2 separate regions of the Gossypium hirsutum genome follow, and region 2 is linked to region 1. A link is a contact called in public Hi-C data. All regions are on one chromosome and are shown on one strand. The core of a region is the stretch at or near the end of the contact, and the rest is flanking DNA. Distances in the headings are between cores, read along the strand shown.

Region 1 (5,958 bases), core at 2,413-4,912:
TCTCAGATAGTATAAAACCATGGCTTTCCAGGTTTGTTTAGTAACTAAAAGACTTAAATATCCATACTTCAGTCATAAATTTTCTCAAGAATTGATGCCTTGAATCATGGGGGTCAATTAAAGATATGCTCTTAGAGCCCTTAAATGTTATAAAATGGTTTTAACAAAGCACATGTCCATTCTTTCGACTTCTTGGGAACATTTATATATAGAAACAAATATCAAAGATAAGGTATTTTTATATTAACTTTATTTAAATTTAATTATAAAATTATTTTCTTAAATACTAGTCCGGGTTTATGACTTGAATCCAATATTAACTTAAACATAGAATTTTAAAAATTATTGAATAATAATCCGATTCAATTCGTGAAGTATTTTACACCCAACTTTTTAATTAAAGTTTAGTTGTTAAGTTAGCCTATGAAAAAGTTTAATGTTTGCCCAACCTTTGTTTCCCTCATCATTGTTTGCCTAAACTAATGAATGAATTAATAATACAAACCTAACCTATGGCTATACCAGACTTATACTAATTTATTGTATTATTTATACAACATCAATTTAATAAAAAAACTTGTTAAAATTCAAGATAAAATAATAATTATATTTATTTTAGAAATGTTTTTATTTTTATTTTTATTTTTCATGTAACTAAAATAATTGATTTATTAATTTTTTTTAAAATTACTAATTTATTTTAAAATATAATTTTTTTTAAAATTAATATCGTAGAGAGAATATTACGTTCTTAATTGTTACAGCAACAATAATCCCGATTGAAAAACTTAAAAAAAAATCAATATTTAAAATAACATTAAAAAATATTTTAAGCATGGAAACCAGCAAGAGCCTTGAGCCGCGCCATACAAAAACTGCCCCCCGAACTTCTTCAAAAGTAACTGAGAAGCACAAGCTATTACGGTCCACGTCACTTAGTGACAGAAACAGAGTACCAAAGCCACCAGCAATATTTTGGTCCTTCTTGGACAGATTGCGAAAGAAATCTACTGTCACCTTTTTTATCCGCAATTCAAATACCCGAGTTAATGTGATTACTTCGTCTTCGAATGATAGTACTTGGATGGAAGAAACGAGTATTTCTATCACCATCAATCTAACTCTGTTTGTGCTGTAAATAAACTAAGCTTAATGATTGGATTTTTGTTATGTTTGTTTATTTTTAAATTTATGCTTATTTATTCTGTGTTCGTTGAGAATTTTAAATATTTTGTTTGTATTTGTTTATTTAAAATTATACGTGATCATATTCATTCGTTTAAGTTAAATGTTGAGAACAATATTGAATGTTCATTAATATTAAACAAACAATTATAAATATTAATAATTATAAATAAAAAATAAGCCCAAACCATAATTGTTTTATTAATATATACTAAGGAACAATTATAACACACACCATCTTTCAATTATTTCTTATTAACTGATTAGCCCAATTAACTATAATAAACAGATATGGATACATGGGTAACTACACTACACCAGATAGCTCGTCAGAACACTAACTACACTATACTAGGGCACTGAAGTGCAAAGCCTTTAGGCAACATATGTCGTAATACAATACATCCCTCCATAACACCAGAGTCTCTATAGAGACATATAACTCAGTAATCCGCAACAAAACTAGATTTCGGTATAAACAATTAATTCTCCGTATGTTAGTATACTTAGTATCATTCATTTACAAATCTCGTACAACGTGCAAATAACATTATTGTCATGCCAATTGTATCATATCCTTTCTTACATTCATCCGAGCACATTTAATACATCGGATCAATTCTTTACAATTCAATCATTTTCTAACCTTTTTGTACCAATTTGTATACAATTCAAAGTACATTCACACAATAAAAATTTTTAATTCAAAACACACATTACATTTATATATATAACTATACTATATGAACTTACCTAGAAAAAACTGTAGTAAATGATGTGTTGAGGACTAATCTGCAATTATCCATTTTCTTCGATTAGCTTCCGGTTGATTCAAATCTTGATCTATACGGTAATTTATTTCAATTTATTAGTTCAAATACCTATTAACATCCCATTTCATGCTTATGACATTTTAATTTTCAATTTTTAATAGTTCCCTAAAGTTCCGCATTTTATTCAATTTAGTCATTAAAACCAAAACAACCGTAACTTTCACATTTGAGCATCGTTTTACAATCCGATTTCAAATACATCCTTATATAACTCTCTACTATCTAAAATTATCAACATCTCATGATAGTTTTACAACTTATTCAATTTAGTCCCTGTGTTCAAAAATTAACATTTAAACTTTACAAACTATTCCCTTTTTCATTTCTACACTTTAACAGTTTTGCGAAATAGTACCCTAGTTAGCTATATCGAGCTACCACGATCTAGAAAATATAAAATTTATGAAAAAGGGGCTCGGTTTGACTTACATGGAAGGGCTGAATGTTGGAGCATTCAACAATGGCTTCTCTTCATCCTACTATTGTTTTCAAAAGGTGGGAAAGGAAAAAAAAATGGAAGATGATAATTTCTTTTATGTTTTTAAAATTATAATAATTATTTAACATTATTTTAACAACAATTAACTATAAAATGCTCGCTAACCATCCATTCCTTTCTAAAATGACTAATTTTCCATTTAAAGCCTTGATGTTATACTATTGAGCCCTTTTAACAAATAAAATCAATAGCGCTTAACTTTTACAGTTTTTATGATTTAATCATTGTACCTTAATTACTAACCATTCAATAAAATTACTATGCCAAAAATCAATATAATACTATAATAGACTCGTAAATATGAATTAATAATATTTACTGACTCAATCATCAGAAGACAGGATTCCGAAATCATTGTTTTCGGTACCACTACAAAACAAGCTATTACATATATTAGTAGATAATCTAAGTAGTCTATAGTCCAATCAAAATTGAGCAAATTGATTGAAAGATTATTATGTCATCTATCAAGCCCAAGTTACGAGATGCTACAATCATTGTCGGAGCAACTATAATCACACATTTACCATGCAACCATCCACACATGCTAATTAATGTAATTCACATATATTCTACGCTAAACAATAAATTTCAAGTCTTACGCGAGCTTACGAAAGCTCTTTTGCTAACAAGAGCATGAATTAAGATCAAATTGTAAAGTGGTCAAAATCTTAGGCAGCGTCATGATATGTGGTTGCTTGTCACGACATCATTCTCTGAGATGACGACGTTGCAATGTTCAGAGTTCATGGTGCGACATCACCCTTATTTTTGGCAAAAAAAAATGCTATATCTTTTGCTAGAGATGGATAACCTTTCGTTGGCAAACATGCTCAACAATACTGGTGATGAGAATAGTTATGATGTTGTCTATCATTCTATTAAACGAATGCTAATCTTGCGTTGAGAGATGCATGTTAACCATATATTTTTGTCTAAATAAATTTTTTTTAAGAAATACTGTTTAAAACTCGACTCGTAATCTTTGAAAAATTATAAAATGGAAAGAAGTAAAACGCACCGTTTTGGTTTAATTTCTTTTGTCATAAAAGGAAGAAGCTTCCAGAAACATTCACTTTTTTTTCCGCGTTTAACGTTTCCAGTAAAACAATCAAAAAAGCCTTCCACGACAAAACCCATGGGCGCCCATTAAATACCCACTTAAATAGAAAATAAATGAAATATTAAAAACTAATAATAAAAACAAAGCTAATCTCTTCAAAGTCGAAGTCTCATCTCTGCGATTCTAGTACGGATTGCCGATTATATTTGTTTTCATTTTCTTATGGATTCTCAGCATTTTCTCGGATTCTTTCTTCTAATTTTCCTTCAGTCTTGTTTGGTTTCGGCTGATATTAATGGATCGGTTCTTAAAATGAAAACAGGAACTTCTTCGGTTCCGTTTGATCCGACTCATGTTACTCAACTCTCATGGCACCCTAGGCAAATTTATTTTCTCCTTTTTATTTACTTTCATTTTTTCCAGTTTAATTTATTCAAAATTGTGAAATTTTTTATTTTTCTTTTTTGCTATTTGCAGGGCTTTCATTTACAAAGGATTTTTATCGAGTGATGAATGTGATCACCTTATTACTCTGGTAAGCGACAATTTTTCTTTTCTTTTTTCTTTTTTTGAAAATTTTTATTTTTATTATTTGATTTTTAAACAAAATCGTGTTAATTTCAGGCCAAGGATAAGTTAGAGAAATCAATGGTGGCGGATAATGAATCAGGTAAAAGCGTCGAAAGTGAAGTTCGAACCAGCTCTGGCATGTTTCTTCAGAAAGCTCAGGTGTATATATAAATTGTCTTTTTCTTTCTTTTTCAACTTAAATCTGTGATCTAATTGGGTTATATATATGTGTGTGTGTGTGTGTGTGTGTGCGTGCGTGCGTCCGTGTAAGAGAGGAATGCTGTTATTTTATTTGCAATGTCCGTCATCAAATGTTGAATTTATGATTAAAATTATAGATTTAGGAGTGAGAACCGATCTTTCACTTGCATTTGATTTTTCTTTTTGCTAAATTGAAGGTATGTAATTTCATGCAATGGAATCTGTAGTTTCTGAAGAAATGATAGAGTTTCTGGCTTTATAGAATCTTGATCTAAGGAGTATCTGGCTGACGTATACTGTGAAATGCATGCTTTTGTTTTCTCGAACTTGCATTTGATATTGATAATTTTGATCATTTACTTCAAAGTTTTCCAAACAATTATAAGTTTTGAACCACTTACTGCCAGAATTGCTGGGAGTTCTTTGTTGATGCTCTGTAAGAAATTATATTCTGCTTTTTTCTGTATTAACCAACTTTTCGGTGATAGTTTATTACCGATGATGCACTGTATGATTCTGCTTTTCCCCTCATGATTTACTCAGACTTTCTGGCGTGGCCAGTTCTTTGCCAAGGTATCTATTTCCTTGTTGATGAACAGTTGAAAAGCTTATTCCATATTGGCGCTCACTATTTTCTGTCTTGTCAAATCGATGCCATAAAATTACTGTCTCGGACCTCTCGGTGCATTCATGCAAGCATTTGTTATGTGTTTGATTAAGTTTAGAGATTGTTTATTCTATGCTTATGTTTTGAAATGCATTGCATGTGTTGACCCCTTGAAGTTAAAAAGCTTATGCTGTGTCTTCTGTTTTTCATTTGCAGGATGAAGTAGTCGCTGATATTGAAGCTAGGATTGCAGCATGGACCTTCCTTCCAGTTGGTAGGTTTTTGCATTTGTTTTTTGTTATGATATCTTAGCCCTTGTGAATGGGCTTTTTTCTCATTGGCATTGCAAACAGAGAATGGGGAGTCCATTCAAATACTACACTATGAACATGGTCAGAAGTATGAGCCACATTTCGATTATTTTCATGACAAAGCTAATCAACAGCTCGGTGGTCACCGTATTGCTACTGTACTGATGTATTTGTCTGATGTTGAGAGTGGAGGGGAAACTGTGTTTCCAAATGCAGAGGTAAGCATTTGATTGTGGAATCCGGTTTTCTGCCTGTCTTTTATTATCTTTTTCTTTTGTTTGATTTAGCCCATTGTTACTTTTCCATTTTATTTAGTTCATTGCTCTTCACTTTTTTTCTGCAGGGACGACTTTCTCAGGTGCAGGATGAAAATTGGTCGGCCTGTGCCAAAAATGGATATGCAGGTATTAAGATTACCTTGGAGATATTTAGTTGCTTAATATTTTAGGTCGCATGAATCTGTTAGTCTAACTTTCTCTTGATTCTAAATAATAAAATCACAGTTAAATGGTGAACAAGTATCTGAATTAACACGAATCATTTAATTACGGCTGCCTTATCATGTTCTTATTTAGTTGTTGCACTAGAATCCGACCATATGGTTGTTGATATTTGGCTCAACTTTACTGCCTATACATGCGCAGTGAAACCCCGAAAAGGTGATGCATTACTGTTCTTCAGCCTACATC
Region 2 (5,958 bases), core at 995-3,494, 110 kb after region 1:
AATTTAGTAAGAAATATCTACACTCTTTAACAATTACAATAAGCGATTCTAATCTATTACACCCTGTGACAATTTCTCTCACATTTGTACCTTGAATACTTTAATACTCTCACCACTAAATCATCATTTGTGAATTCAACAAATAAAACCAAAACACAAATGTTTTACTATCAAAATCCACCCATGCAATATGGTTCCTCACATTAGCAAATTAAATGCTTAATTCTCTCGATACATTCACCTGTACAAGTCTCTCAAATATATAAATTATTTCAAGACTTGCTAACAAATAAGATAAGTAAAATACAATATAATAATAACAATCAAAGTAAATATGGACTCTTGGAAACTCAATAAATAGAGTTTCAATCCAATCCCATGTCCATGATCTAAGGGATTAACTTGGGTAATCTGATCCAATACAATCTTCAATAAGCTAGATATTATCCATATACTCAGCATAACCCATATGCATCGTTCAATAAATTGCCAACTCTTCAAATATGTAAATTATCTTCTCATAGTTTTGGTGGCCAGGGAGTGAACATTCCTCTAGCACCAAATTGTCAGTTTCATATTTTTTAACAGTATTGGTTCAGTGAGAGGTAAAAACTAGATGACTAGTGAACTGATACAAACTAGTTGAATCAAGCTAAAAAAACTAGTTGAACTGATAGTCGAACCGATTTTATAATTCTTAATATTTTTTATTTTTTATTTTTAATAAGTTTTCTTTGAATCAATCAGACTAGTCGTTCTAGGAATCAATTGGTCAGACCAATTCAAAATCGACTTACTTGCTAATTCAATTAGTTTTTTTAGCTTGGTTCAACTAGTTTGTCTCAACTCACGGGTCAACTGATTTTTACTTCTCACTGGACTGATACCCCAGCTGGTTCTCAATCCAGTCGGTCTAGTCTGGTTTAAATAACATAGAATTTTTTTTATTTTTTTATATTTTTATTTTTGAATTTTAAAGAATTTTTAATTATATTTTTAAATTTTTTTATGCTTTTATTTAAAATATGAAAAAAATCCTTAAAACTTATTTTTTTTATTATACTTTTTAAGGGCATGGATCAAATTGAAAAAAACTATAAATGTTGATGGCTAAAAATGTTATTTTACTTTTGGCATCATTAACTTAAATGGCAAAATTAGACGGAGGGGCCAAGATTTTTAAATAAAAAAGTATAGAAACTCAACATCTCAAATATAAAGTATAGAGACTAAATTTCAAATTTCAAAAGAGCATATGAATCTTTGACATATTTAAACCAATAAAATAATTCGTGTAATTAAATATTAAAATTTAATTTGAAAATGAGGGAAAAGTTGTTAATGTTGAAATTCATTTTTAACAATGATTATATGAGTTAAGTATGAATCAGATATCTTTACTTACAAGTTATTTAATTATTATTAAATCTAACTCAATCAATTCCAACTATGGAATAAATTGAATACAAATATTTTAATGAAGAGATTTAGGAGTCTAACACTTTTTTTATTAATATTGAAAAGTCTCAATTCAAACTTAACAAGCTTGATAATGGAGCTTACTTTTTATTAGGTAATCAAGTTGGCTCAAATAATTTAGTTTTTATCTTGAATTTTGAGTTTTAAATTTGGTGAAAACTTCTCTTAATAATAGTTATAGTAATATGTGGAATATATAAAATATTAGTGTTAGTAAGTTATTCAAATTCACTCTTTAAAAATAATTTAAATTCAGTTAGATTATTTTTGAGTCGAACTTAAATAATTTAAACTATCAAGCGAGCTGAATTTAAATATTTTAATACTCAACATGAAAAGATTACGACTTTAATTTATATATATTTTTTAAAACTTTTAATTAATATTGAAAAATCCTAGAGTTTAAAATCTAACATGAGAATTAATGTTTTTGAGTAAACAAAATTGAGCAAACTTAATCATACAAATTTCTGCAGTTCAATTGTTATATGGAATTCAAATTTTAAAAATAAAATTCGCTCAAATTTCATTTTGTTTGAGATAAACTTGACTCAATTAGGCCACTAACATGAAGTAAGCCCACCCCTTTTTTGATGATGATGCAAGACAACAAATGGCAAAGTGTTGAACATTAATGAATCTTGAAAATCAGTGTCATATTAAATAGGAAGCAAAGAGAAATGGCAGCAGATGACTGTTGTGGACCTGTTTTTAGCACTCCAAGTAAAACATTGCTGATCTGATCTGATATGATATGATCTTCCTCCCATCTGTGTTTGAAGAGTGGATGATGTTTGGTTCAATGTAATTCGGTTAAAGTGCTTGTGGTGTTGGGGGGGGGGGGTGGGGTGGGGGGGTCCCTTTGTTGTAATCCAAAGAAAGGGACAAGACTAGACTTTGCCATTGAGAAAACCACATCTAGAAGCTCCACCATAGCTTTTATATCGCCATTTGCCAAATCCAAAACAACACCTCTATCTTAGCTTTTGCCACAATCGTTTCCGATTTGGAGAAAGACCCAGAGTTTCTTTTTACATTAATGTTTCATAAATAAATGAAATTGTAGAGCTTTCAAGATATCAATTACAACCACTCTCTTTATTCACCCACCATAATCACTTCCACCACCCACCAACTGTTTGTTAAAATAACAAAAAGAAGCTACAACTTATAAATAGGACTTTTAACTTTTTCACTTTTCTGCCTATAAGTAGACAATCTGACCTTATCACGATTAAAAAAAATGACGCACCCAATGACTTCTCGAATACCCTTAAACACTCCTTAAACAAATTTCATGATTTCATCCATCAATTCAAGCTCCAAGGAGGGAAAAGTGTTTGCTTTTTCCTCCATGGCAACTTGCCCTCCATTCTCGGCCCCTGATAGTTACATCCACTTTCAAAAGCACATTGAGGTGAATTTCATCAAAGTGGCGATTGCTTTCTGCTTTAGTATGCATCTGCCTGATGGGATTCCTCGCTAAAATTGCTAATAATTACTAATTCAATGGCGATCGAATTTACAAGACGAGCATCACACGTGCTAGAAAAAAGAGAGCAAAGCTAAGCAATCTACTGATTATTTTCATTCAATAATTGTGATGCTACGTTTTCCGAAAGGGCTACATTATCAATCTTTGATGTTTCGGTTAGCACCTAACAACTATTTGTTTATTTGATATTAAAGACAAAAGAAAATGTTCTTAATTTTGTCTAACCCGATTGCTTTTAAGGCATACTAACATATTCGATATGTAAATAACTAAGGCCAAAAAAATATTTTTATGCATAGTTATTATCTCGTCAAATCAATCACTTTGATCAAAAAAATTTTGTCTAGTTAAAGATTTACTTTTATTTCTTACCTGCCGATCGCATAGATCATCAATAAATCACATAAAAAATTATTTGAAAATTCTATTGTCACATTCTAGCACACATGTAATAAAATTTTCCATAACCCTGTAGACATGTGACATTCTACTAAAGCTCTTCATAATCTTACCACCAACTCTACCAGTAGGACATCTTTCCAAGAGAACTTATATCAAGCTTTTTATTTATATAAGCTCACTCCATTCAATCAACAAGAAAATTTTAAATACCAATACTTTACACAATTATTCTCAGATCCTCTCATCTTCTTAAACTCTCCAGATCTACTACTAATAAATTTTGACACACTATGTATCAGTAATTAGCATTGTTTGTTGTTTGTTAGAACTTGAACAATAAACTATGCCTCCCCCCAACGACAATATCCCTAACATGTATAACCAAGGAATCACATAAGATTTCCATGAACCACACGACCTAGTTGTTGCTTCTATTCCATTTATTATTTAACGCATGCAACCAACATTAACCAGTAGGCCAAGGATACTACTAGGTCAGGCTTTGATATGGTCAATTTGATTATTATGCTGGTTATTCTGGTACAGTGACCATTATTATTTTGGTTATCACCAATATCCCTAAAAGAATTACATACACCCTTGCCCCTAATATTATCATAGTTATCAAAACCAGTCACTATTCCAACAACAATGGAAATGTTGCAGCAAAATGCTCCAAGTTATCCAAGAAATTTGAGCAGGAAAACCCTAGGTTTCCTTAAGATGGGGCACTGGCTTGGTCCAATAAAATTATAAATAGTAGTGGTTATAAGATTAATCACTATAGCAGTGAGATTAAAATTAGTAGTAGAATATATGATTGGATTCGAGCGCAGTTATAGCGGTGAGATGAAACTACAAAATGACCATTAAGGACACTAAATTAAATTATATATGTAAAATGAACGCTTAAGTATTAAATTTCATAGTCAATATAAATATACTAAATTTGTATTTATTTATTAATTAAATTTTTTGTTTTATTTTTCTTATATTTATTAAACTATATAAAATTAAATATTATTAAAATAAAATGTATTAAATAAATATAATGATTTATTTAAAATAAAAATGATCAAAATTATTTTAAAGTCTTAAATAAAATTTGATAAATAATAAATAAAACTATAAGCTTTAAAATAAAAGAGGAAACTATACAAATTGTAACCTAACTATGCTCGAGTTCCTATTTTGGTCACTCAATTTTAAAAATTTTCAATTTAAGCAATTACGATTGTATTCATTCATATTTTGGTCACTCACCGTTAAATTAATAATGAAAATAATAGCGTTGCTTTTTTTTCTAACTGGTATAATAATACATTTAATCTTCAATACTTATATATTCTATCAAATTGATCTTAATTCTGAATAATTTAATAAATTTAACACTTTACATTTACAAATTTTATTTAATAAAAAAAATGACGTGGCCTTGTTTCACATGGCACAACCTAAGCAATCTAAATTTTATTTTTTAATAGCAAATAACAATTAATTCATGTTTTATTAATTCTCTTACTACCGTTTCTTCAACTTTTCGTGGGAATAAAATAATAACAGTAACACTTATTTTTAAGATAATTGATCCATGAATTTCTTTTTTATTTAATTATGTTCTTGACCTGGTTCGCATGCATGTTGTTCCGAATTTCATTTTATTTTAATTATTCATGTTTGCATTAGTAATAAATCAACATGGATATAAAGTATGATATTTTAAATATATGAAAAACACGAATATATTCATCTAAACATATTCATATATAGCAATTATCTCGAGTTTGGGTAACAATAGTATTTTCCTTTAAAATTATTTTAAAAAATATGTTTTCTTCTGTTTGCGAACTGTAAGAGAACTTTGTTTTAAAAGTAGGAAGTTTTGGTTAGGATGTTTAAGGATCAAATTGATAAAATTTGTAAATTTGAAAGGTTAAATTTATTGAATTATTTATTATTAAGATCAAATTTATATAATATGTAAGTATTGAGGACTAAATGTATAATTATACCAGTTAAAAAAAGGTCACCTCATTATTTCCGTTATCAATTTAACGATATATGATCAAAGCAGAAAAAATATAAACATTAATGTTTAAATTGAAATGTTTTTAAAATTGAATAATCAAAACAGGAACACAAACATAATTGGGTGACCATTTATATAATATACCCAAAATAAAATGAAAGCAAAAAAAGACAACCATTGAAGAAAAGCTAAAAATGAAAGAAACTCCAAACAGAAAGCACCAGTGCAATTGCACCAATTGCGCGCTATAGCCGTTTCCAAACGAAGCCCGAATCAACCACCACATAGATAAGAAAATGTAACCAACACAAGTTGGTGTCTAATATGTTTAGAATTATTAGAATTGTACTGGTGGTTGAATTGGTCAAATTATTAATTTTTGGTTCAATCAATTTAATTAATTTAACCGACAGTTTAATTAATATAAAAATAAAAAACCTAAAAAATAAGAGAAAGTAAGGGAAAATAAAAAAAATAAGAAAAGAATTATAAATACAAAAAAGTAACAATAATGGCATATATATATATATATATAAATTATACACACCAATTT

Evidence for each region. A called contact is a pair of places that touch in the nucleus more often than the background predicts.
Region 2: a Hi-C map of leaf shows a contact between it and region 1, with 2.5 times the contacts expected there. The contact joins the enhancer-like site here to the promoter of LOC107939077 in region 1. A contact is called at or near these places in 5 of 34 Hi-C or Micro-C datasets (callus, leaf and petal).

Annotation. Positions count from the first base shown.
Region 1 is chrD04:8,972,361-8,978,318 of Gossypium_hirsutum_v2.1, forward strand. LOC107939077 (probable prolyl 4-hydroxylase 7) reads left to right here and starts at 3,663. Exons shown (of 7, transcript XM_016872361.2): 1 at 3,663-3,960; 2 at 4,058-4,115; 3 at 4,205-4,309; 4 at 5,175-5,232; 5 at 5,312-5,487; 6 at 5,613-5,673; 7 at 5,914-5,958. The coding sequence starts at 3,803.
Region 2 is chrD04:9,086,882-9,092,839 of Gossypium_hirsutum_v2.1, forward strand. No RefSeq gene overlaps it. Among protein-coding and RNA genes, the nearest start is that of LOC107939071, 31 kb to the right of the region's middle. Within about 2 kb of position 2,245, at least 4 of the 9 cell types and tissues checked have an H3K27ac peak or open chromatin away from gene starts, as enhancers often do. A contact at or near this core is called in leaf, where this site is marked.